2 separate regions of the Mus musculus genome follow, and region 1 is linked to region 2. The links are chromatin contacts, called in public ChIA-PET maps. All regions are on one chromosome and are shown on one strand. Each heading gives the region's core, a stretch centred on a gene start, on an enhancer-like site or on the middle of the called end of the contact. The rest is flanking DNA. Distances are from core to core; before and after follow the strand shown. Region 1 has its middle 19 kb from the start of Zdhhc19. Region 2 holds the start of Pak2 (p21 (RAC1) activated kinase 2).

Region 1 (4,867 bases), core at 228-2,727, 440 kb before region 2:
ACAGCACGTCCCCACAGCTTACTGCACTGCAGTCTCACGGCAGGTAAGAAAGTTACGAAAGCCAGGTATAGCGGCTCACACTTGTAATTCCAACCTGTGTCATGGGCTGAGACACCAGGATTTCTGTGAGTTCCAGGCCATCGCCATCTACAATGAAATGCTGTCTCTAAATAAATAAATAAATAAATAAATAAAAGACAGCTACCTGATATAATTTGAATATTCTTTTTTCTTCTTCTGGTTTTTTTGAGACAGAGTTTCTCTGTGTAATAACCCTGGATGTCCTGGACTTGCTCTGTAGATCAGGCTGGCCTCAAACCCACAGAGATTTACCTGCCTCTGCCTCCTGATTAAAGGCGTGCGCCATAATACCCAAGGATGACTTGAATACTCTAAGGATGGAGGCCGGGCACAACTTTCAATTTTCGTGTATTCCATGCTGCAGTCAGAGCACATTTCCCCAGGGCATGTGCTGTATTTAGGTGCTTGGGGTACTCCACACAGTGACTCAGGGGTTCTTTCCTTTGCAGTCCCTCCTCCCTCCTCCTCCTCCTCTTCTTCTTCTTTCTCTCTCTCTCTCTCTCTTCTCTCTTTCTCTCTCTGTCTCTGTCTCCAGGACCTCATTTGTGCTAGGCAAGCCCTCTAACCTGAAAACAAGACCACGATACATGTGAACAAGGAGAGGAAACTTACAGAAATGATAAGAAATTTCTTGCAGGATGGTGGTGGTACACACCTTTAATCCCAGCACTCAGGAGGCAGAGGCAGGTGGATCTCTGTGAGTTTAAGGCTAGTCTGCTCTACAGAGGGAGCTAGGACAGCCAGGGTTACCCAGAGAAACCCTGTCTTAAAACAAACAGACAGACAAAACCAAAACAAACACAACAACAACAAAAGAAAAAAGAAGAAAGACTCATGTTTTTCTTGAGTGTTTAACTGACAACCTAAAGTCAGATGGAAGAACAGACATAATTTCTTCTGCTTGGGGAATTAAGGAAATATAAAGGGGGCAGAAGTGAAGTGTAGGCTGAGGGAAAGGGGTGAACTCAGTTGACCAAGTAGGAAACAGCAGCAGGTGGCTGGGGTCGAGTCAGAGAGAGGGCGCGGGGATGGGGACTTGGGGTGGGGCACACACAACGGTTTATGTCCTATCCACTGAGGAGGTCGCTTAAACCCGAGTTACAGCCGGAACTGAAAGATCACAGAAGGTTCTGGATCTGTCTGAGGAGGAGGGCATGGGGGCTGGCAGGACGGAGGCCTGAGAACAAAGAGAGTCAATTCTGCTGGCGCATTTTCCTCAGGGGAGAAGCAGGCTTCCCATGAACTCGATCTGAAATGGGTTTAAACTCCTGCCATCACAGGGTAGTGTAGACAGGGATGGGGATTAAGATGCAGCTGTGATTGGCAGGTGGAAGACACACCCCACCCCACCCCACCCCGCTCCTCAGCCTTGGGGAGAGCCTGGCCCATCCTACTTTGAGGCAGAGGGAGCGGCTTCCGCCCTGAGCCAGTGTTCTAAGGACTGAGCCTCCCGTGCTACAACCTCCTTGTAATATGCGATCATTGTCACCCACCCAGGGAGCTGTGGGGACCTGGTATAAGGAGGGACCTGCGACACACATGCCGCTGTGTCCTGCCATTATACAAGCCTATTTGGTCCCCTCCTTTCCCTATTGAAGCTTCAGGGCTGGAGTGGCTGTCCAGGCAACCGCTCTGCCTGAAGCCTCTTTGTTCCTGAGGTTGCAGCTGCCTGGCAGTGTAGGCGGTGTAAGCAGCTTTTCGTGATTCAGACCCAGGCAAAGAGAAAAAAAAAAAAATCTAATTTGAGATCAGAGCCCACAGCTGAGGGGGAGGGAGTGTGGGGGCTGCTTCCTCCCGGGTTGGGAGAGGGGCCCAGGCTGTGTTGAGGGCTTAGGTGGCTGGGCCTGCACAGGGGTGGGCAGCAACAGCTGTGCCAATAAAACTGCCCATAAGCATCTGGTCCCGATTATTTTCAGGTAATATCTGAGCTGTTCTGTGTGTGGAAGAAGAACATTTTTCATAGTCACCCGGCAAGGCAGAGGGAAAGCTAGCCTGAAAATCAGGTGTCCTGACACCCCCTGACCACAGCTAGAATCAATCCCCTTACATAGGAAACTCCTGACACCATATTTGATCAATTTGCTTCCAGTTTTTAAAATAATTTTATTTACTTATTTAGTGTACATCCGTGATCTTCCTACTTTTGTGAGAGAGGGTGTCAGATCGCCTGGAACTGGAGTTACAGTTGTGTGCTGCCATGTGGGTGCTGAGAATTGAACCTGGTCCTTCGGAAGAGCAGCCAGTGCTCTTAACTGCTGAGCCATCTCTCCAGTCCCCTCCAGTCTTCTAAAAATCAGCATGTAATTTTTTTTTTTTACTTAAAAGGTTTATTTTTTTTTTTATGTATATGGCTATCTGTCTGTGTATGTGTGTGTGTGTATTTATGTGTGCACCACAGGTGTGCCTGGTGCCTGCAGAGATCAGAAGAGGCCACCTGACCTCTGGAAACTGGAGTTATAGATGGTTATGAGCCAACATGTAAGTGCTGGGACCAAACCTAGGTCCCCTGCTAGAGCAGCCGGGTGCTCTTAACCACCGAGCCTTCTCTGTGGCCCCTACACACGTAACTTCATAATAGCATTTGATCATACTATAAATAAGTGCATTCTTTTTTAAAACTTCCCTTTGTCCTTGTCTCCTGGACACACCATGGCCGCTCAGTGTTTGCTGCGTGAATGAGAAATGGACTCTTCTTCCCACTGTTCGGTTCAGGCCCCAGGTTGTTTTGTTTTTAACATCTTTACTTGAGGAGACAATATACTTGTTACTATTTAGTGTGTGCGTGTGTGTGTGTGTGTGTGTGTGTGTGTGTGAAATGGAGTGTGTATTAGTGTGAGTGTGTCTTCATGGTATATGTGTGGTGTGTCTATGTAGCATGTTTGTATGAGTATGTGTGGGTCTGTGTGGTATGTATGTAAGTGTGTGTGTGTCTATGTGATATGTGTGTGGTGTGTGTGTGTGTTCTGTGTGGAGTGTGTACATGTGTGTGTTCTGTGTGTGTGTATGTATGTGTGACTTGTGTGTATATGTTGTGTGTGTATTTGTGTGGTGTGTGTGAGCATTTATATGTGTATGTGTCTGTGTGATTTGTGTGTGTATGGTATATGTGTCTGGTGTGTGTATGTGTCTGTGTGATTTGTGTATATGTGGTATATATGTGAATGTGTCTCAGTGAGTGTGTCTGTGTACATGAGTGTATGTCTCTATGTGTGTCTGTTTGTGTGTGTCTGTATGTGTGTTTGTGCGTGAGTATGTGTATGTGTCTGTGTGATTGGTGTGTGTGTGTGGTGTGTGTGTATGTGTCTGTGTGATTTGTGTGTGTGTATGTGTCTGTGTGACTTGTGTGTGTGTGGTATATGTGTGAATGTGTCTCTGTGTGTGTCTCTGTGTATGAGTATACGTCTGTTTGTGTGTGCCTGTGTGTGTGGTATATGTGTGAATGTGTGTGTGTGAGTGTATGTCTGTGTGTGTGCCAGTGCACATGTGCCACAGAGCACTCACAGGACAACTTTGGGGAGTTGGTTCTCTCTCTGCCTTGTTGAGTCAGAGTCTCTCATTTCTTCTCTGTGCTGCCTGCTCCACACTAGCTGCTGAAAGCTTCTGGGAACTTCTTCTCTCCGCCTCGATCTCATGGCAGGAGGGGGTGCTGGGGTTACAGCCGCACTCTACCTCATGTGGGGTTTTAGTTGTTTCCCAGTGTGGCTCCCAGGAACAGAACCCAGGCCATTCGGCTTGCTATGTCCTCTTCCAGCAATAAGGCTGTAGATGGCTTCCCCCCCTCCCAGTGCCTCTTCTCTCAGGACTACCTGTCCCTCTGGTCCTGACTCCTGCCCCTCTATCAGGGGACCTGAGACAGGAAAGGCTGGCTGAGACCCGTCCTTTGGGACCGGCTTCTCAGTGACTGTTCCTGAATCTGGGCTAACCCTGGGCTTCTGCTCATCTTGTGCACCATCTCTATCAGGTTCACTCTGACATAGAGAACTAAATCGCAGAGCCTGCCACAGTGGAGAGTCCTCTGGGTTAAAGACCAGTGAAGTGATGGAGACCCTCAGGTGCCTCATGATGGGACTTTAGGTCTAGTGATCAGTAGTGAGGCAGAGCACTGAGTCAGAAGTCATTGTGTGTCTGACCCCAGAGGTCAAGGGAAAGACTTTCCAGGAAAAGGGTGTGGTCAGCCATGCCATTACAGCTGGGGATCAAAGAAAAGTGACTTCAAACCAAACCAAACAAAACCTGGGCAGGGGCTGAGACTCAGTGGTAGTGAGCGCCTAGGATGCACACGGCCAAGAGTTTGATCTTCAGCACGGCAGACGAAAACAAAAACAGACTAAAGTAGAAAAAGCAAGTTCCAATCAGGTCTCAGGCCCCATCGGTACATCGGCTATGTGAGTGAACTTGGAAGGGTGTGGACCTTCCAACCAAGCTCCAGGCAGGAGTAGGTCCCAGAGACCCCAGTGAGCAGAAACAGGGTGGGGTGAAGATCAAACAAACTGCTGCTTTAAAGCCACCTGAATGTTTTAGGAATGTCTGGATTTGGGCTTCTCTTTCCTGTAGCAGGATATTTAAAGAAAACAGACCTGAAAGGCTTCGGTTCCAAAGCAAAGAGGCCTCTGTGTGCTTCCTCCTGGCCTCTGCTTTGGAAAAGGTTTCTTTCCTCTTTGCTCTGCATTGTGCCCAGGGCAGCAGAACCCGTTCTCCGAGCCAGGCCAACAGCCCAAGTCTCTGGATAGTCAGAGTGAACTGGGCACAGACCCACCTCACAGCCTGACAGACACTTTCACCCCAG
Region 2 (4,830 bases), core at 1,828-4,327:
GAGAGACAGAGACAGAGATTTAGCATCCTGAGATAATACTTATCAAGGCATCCAGGACATTCTGCTGTCCTTTCTTCCCAGTTACAGACTTGTGGTAGTGCAAGGTGACACTACCAGAAGCATCTGTGGTCTTGATGACAGAGTCCAATTCCTCATCTCTACAAGTTACAAGTTATAAGTGATGTGGGGTTTGCCTTTGGTGCACTTCCTGCCACTTCAGAGCCCTCTGCAGTGAGGTACTCCGCTGTTCTCAGCAGGAGCTGAGCCTGTCCACACATGGTTACCCTAGATTTCAGGTGTTGGTGAGTGAAGGGAATTGTAAGCTGGCTTGTTGTGAGTGGGAACCGATTTCTTGTCTTGGTCTTTAGAGCAGTGGTTCCCAACTTGTGGGTCACGACTCCCAAAGACCATTGGAAAGACCACAGATATTTGCTTTACGATTCATAGCAGTAGCAAAAGTACAGTTAGGAAGTAGCAATGAAAATAACTTTCTGGATGGGGTTCACCACTGAGTATTGAAGGGTTGCAGCATCAGGAAGGCTGAGAGCCACTGCTCTGGGGTCTTACCAGGCCTTAGCACTGCCTCTTTCCTATTCTGAAGCTCAAAAGAAAGAAGGCACGGGAACTGAGAGAGATGAACAAAATACTAGTTTTGTTCAGTTGAACCAAATTTCATCGGTCTTTAAACATAAAATTGGAGCTGGAAAGATGGCTCAGCAGTTAGCAGCACTCACTGCTCTTCCAGAAATCCTGAGTTCAATTCCCAGCAACCACATGGTGGCTCATAACCATCTGTAATGGGATCTGATCCCCTCTTCTGATGTGTCTGAAGACAGTGACCACAGTGTATACATATACATAAAATAAGTAAAAATAAAAACATTAAGTTAATATTTAAGATTGTGCCTTATTATATAATCCAGTGCTATATTCATTTTTAGGGGTGTTGAGAAATGCAAGAAAAACATGATTGACACCAACTTTGATAAGACTCTTATTGCCTGATCAATAGATGATACATATCTGAGTTTGGCCACTTTATATTATTGACACTGAATAATGGTCTGTATTTTCGGTGAGTTTTGTAATTTTGTGTGTGGTCCTTTTTTTGTTTAGGCCAAGAGAATGGATATTGTTGTCTTATTGATTCTTTCCCGGGGTTTGTTCCACTTTTATTATTTATTCATCTTAAAGAGTTGTGGTAGGTTCTTTTGGATACAGAAAACAGAAAAACTGCTCACCTCACCTAAGAGTGGTGGTAGGTGGTTAATGTGTATCCCAGTCACTTTCCAAGAATATCTATCTGTTTGCTAGTTATTTTGGAGAATGCTATATGCTTTAGGAACTAAAATGATTGCTTGCAATTCTAATCAATTGGAATATAGTGGATTTAAGGATTATTCTAGAAAAGCTACTTATTTTGATAATCCATGTTCAATGCTACTCATAGGGAAATAGAGGTAAGCAGCCAACATCCATGTAAAGTGACATACAGCCCTATGTTACTCAAACATACATCCTATGTTACTAGCAGGTGGCTGAATGTAGATTTGATAGGCTGCAAAGAATAGGGTGTCATGTAGTTCATCTGACCTCCGACTCTCTATGTAACCATTCTTGTCCCCTATCCGTCCTCTACCTCTCAGTACTCAAATTCCTCATCTTACCTCAGCCACCTGAGTGCTGGAATTACAGGTTTGCTTCATCATATCTTGTACTACAGTACTTTTTTTTTCTTTTCGAGACAGGGTTTCTCTCTATATAGTCCTGGCGGTCCTGAAACTCACTTTGTAGACCAGGCTGGCCTCGAACTCAGAAATTCGCCTGCCTCTGCCTCCCAAGTGCTAGGATTAAAGGAGTATGCCACCTCGCCCAACTACTACAGTACTTTCTAATATACCCATCTTACACCAAGGTGCAGCTACATAAGTCTTGTGGTTTTGGTTGTGAGCCTAGCCTTCATCTCTCACTGACCGTGGCAATCCTCTTCCTACTTGTAATCCTTTCCCCTCAGTTCTTCCGAGTTCCTTTTTCTGTTTTAACTGCCACCTTCTCTGTCCACTCTGTCCACGGTAATCCCTCAGCTTTTTCCCCACCTTGTAACAGGTATCAGTGTTTTGGTTTTTATGTTTTCATACGTTTTTTTGGTTGTTTTTTTTCTGAGACAGGGTTTCTCTGTATAGCCCTGGCTTTCCTGGAACTCACTCTGTAGACCAGTCTGGCCTCGAACTCAGAAATCTGCCTGCCTCTGCCTCCCGAGTTCTGGGATTAAAGGCGTGCGCCACCACCGTTTTCATGTTTTTAACCTTTACAAAGACTAGGTGAAGCATGTTCATTTCTGGTACCTAAATGGTCTTTTGTAGATATTAGATATTGACATAGTTGTGGAATAAGAATACATGAATTAACTCCTCCATTGATAAAATACAGAAAAATAAAAAAATCTTTGTTTTGCAAAGAGGGAGGACCTAATTTAGCAGCATAATCTGATTCAACTTAATCTGGTTAAATTTGTAGGAAAAAAAAAAGCGGTGGCGTCGCATTCCTTTAATCGAGGCCAGCCTGGTCTTCAAAGTGAGTTCCAGGACAGCCAGGGCTATACAGAGAAACCCTGCCTCCAAAAAACCAAACCAAACCAAACCAAACCAAAAAACAAAGTGAGCTGGGCAGTACCTCTTCAGGAGGCAGAAGCAGGAGGATCTCTAGTTCAAAGTCAGCCTGGACTACAGAGTGAGTTCCAGGACAGCCAGGACTCGAAAAGCCATCCCTCCCCACAAAACACCAATTGGTGAATGGATACATTCTCAGAAACAAAGACCCTCTACACACAAATATGTTTGGATCAGCTGTTCTCCGTCAGCTTTGTCAGTAGGTAAACCGTAACTGCAGACAATGCAGAATGCTGATAAATGAGGGACAGGTTTTCTCTGTAACGCCCACTGTCCTGAGTCTCCCTAACAGATGACTAGACTACGGTTCCCAGCCGCCCTGTGAAAGCCCGCCCCTCGGGTCATGACGCCACTTTCAGGGCGGGGCTGTCTTACGGCCCCGCCCCGCGCCCCCGCCGCCGCCCTCCCCCAGGGTTGTGGCCACGCGCAGCGGCAGCGGTTGTTCCGCTTCCCCTCCGGCCCGGGCCGTCGCCATTGCCGAAGGCTCCTGCCCTCCCCTCCCTGGCCCAAGGGGTTCTGCGCCTCACGGCCTCGGTAGCGACGGCCGCGCCCCGCGCCGCTCCCCTCCGCCCTGCCCTCCTCCCTCTCAGCGCCCCAGCGCAGTGCTCGCCCGCGTCGGCCAAGCAGCCCGCCCTGGGTCGGGCGGAGACCTTTCCTCTCTGGTAAGTGCGGTTGCCGCTCGCCCGGGCCGGGCCGGGCCGGGCCGAGCCGCCGCCCTCCTCCCGCCTCCGCGGCCTGGGCCCAGCGGCCCGGGACGCCAGCACCTGCGGGCGGGCCCGCGGCTCCGGGCGGTGGCTCATTGTCTGCGCCCTGGCTCTAAGCTTCGGCCGAGAGGAAGCTTGCTGGGCTGTGGGGACCCTGGCCACTCCGGCCGTCCTTGCCCTTCTCTCCCGCCGGCGCTGCACCGGACGACTCGGGTTTGTTCCTGGATGTTCCCTCCTTTACCAGCTGCGTTCTCTGCAGTCTCGTCGCTCGGGAATCCTGTCGCGAGCTCCTTAAGTTCAGTGTGTAAACTCTTCCTCCTCCTCCACATTAGGAAAAAGTTTTTGCCGGGCTCTGGGAGCCTGCGTTTAAGAACAGAAGTTAAGGATCTTACGGTTTTTGCTTGATCTTTAGCCAGGAGGTGAATATTTGCTTCTTAAGGTTAACTTGGGCTGAGGTTGGCTTTTCACCATGTTTGGCTGTCTGAAACACGCGCGCCCTCACAAGAAAAAAAAAAAGTTGCTGCAAATAACTTAATGGACTCAGCCTTTTGATTAGTTCTAGATCAAGTCGTCCAAGACAGAAGTGTGTTAAATAATTGCCATTGTGGCTTGATGGGAAGGAGGCTCTCTCCATCCCCTGTCTTAATAGAACTAGGTAGAGTGGAAGTGAGATTTGTTTCCTCTTTGACAAATCACCAACTCCCATCGATAGCCGCCAGGTTCTTCTTTACAAGTGACCTGTAGATTTTCCAGCTTTTCGTTTCTAACCTTTTAAAAAAAGACAACCAAACCGGTTAGGCCCAAAATTAGACAACGACGAGCTGAGCTGTGTTTTGGGTGAAGGTTGTGCACGTCACGTTTTTCCCCTGCTGTATTCGACTCTTCCGCTCTTATAAAGTAGGCAGGATATTGAAATAAATACACAAGAATTTGCTCTGGGGATTTTTTTTTTTTTTTTTTTGGTAGAGCTATCCAAAAGAATAGTATGAATAAAATTAGGTTGGGATGAAGGCAGTGAGTAGTAATTTTTAAAACAGGTTAGGGCACGTCAACTTTGCCAGAAGCTCTGTGGCATTTGTAGAACATTCTTGCTTGTCTCTACCCCAGTTCTTCAGTTGGGGTGTGTGTGTGTGTGTGTGAAGGAAGCCTTTTTCGTATACTTTTATACCCATCCTCTGCCTTTCCTAGACAGGGCCTCATTCCAGCTCAGGCTGTTGTGACACTCTTCCTGTCTCAGCCTTGTGTGCTGGGATTACACGTGTTAGCCAACATATTTGGTAGCCTCTCTTTTTAGGTCTTTCTAGAGATTAATTAGCCAGGAACACTATTGTACATTTACATCAGGGAAACTGAATTTTATATTGTTGCTTAGATAGATAGAAAATGTAACTTTTGGGTTTTGGTAAAAGAGGTTGCCCAAAATTAAAAATGTTTTCTTCTTGTTTTCACTAGTACAT

Evidence for each region. ChIA-PET counts read pairs in DNA pulled down with a chosen protein or histone mark.
Region 1: a contact with region 2 is called in an RNA polymerase II ChIA-PET map of memory CD8 T cells, with 13 read pairs. The contact joins the enhancer-like site here to the promoter of Pak2 in region 2. A contact is called at or near these places in 1 of 484 Hi-C or Micro-C datasets (nephron progenitors), 11 of 115 datasets of contacts at active chromatin or transcription factors (astrocytes, bone marrow-derived macrophages, embryonic basal ganglia and 7 more) and 2 of 9 other capture datasets (liver and pancreatic islet).

Annotation. Positions count from the first base shown.
Region 1 is chr16:32,513,106-32,517,972 of GRCm38.p6, reverse strand. No RefSeq gene overlaps it. Among named protein-coding and RNA genes, the nearest start is that of Zdhhc19, 19 kb to the right of the region's middle. Within about 2 kb of position 1,477, at least 224 of the 459 cell types and tissues checked have an H3K27ac peak or open chromatin away from gene starts, as enhancers often do. A contact at or near this core is called in astrocytes, embryonic basal ganglia, embryonic forebrain and 7 more, where this site is marked.
Region 2 is chr16:32,077,589-32,082,418 of GRCm38.p6, reverse strand. Pak2 (p21 (RAC1) activated kinase 2) reads left to right here and starts at 3,077. Exons shown (of 15, transcript NM_177326.3): 1 at 3,077-3,331.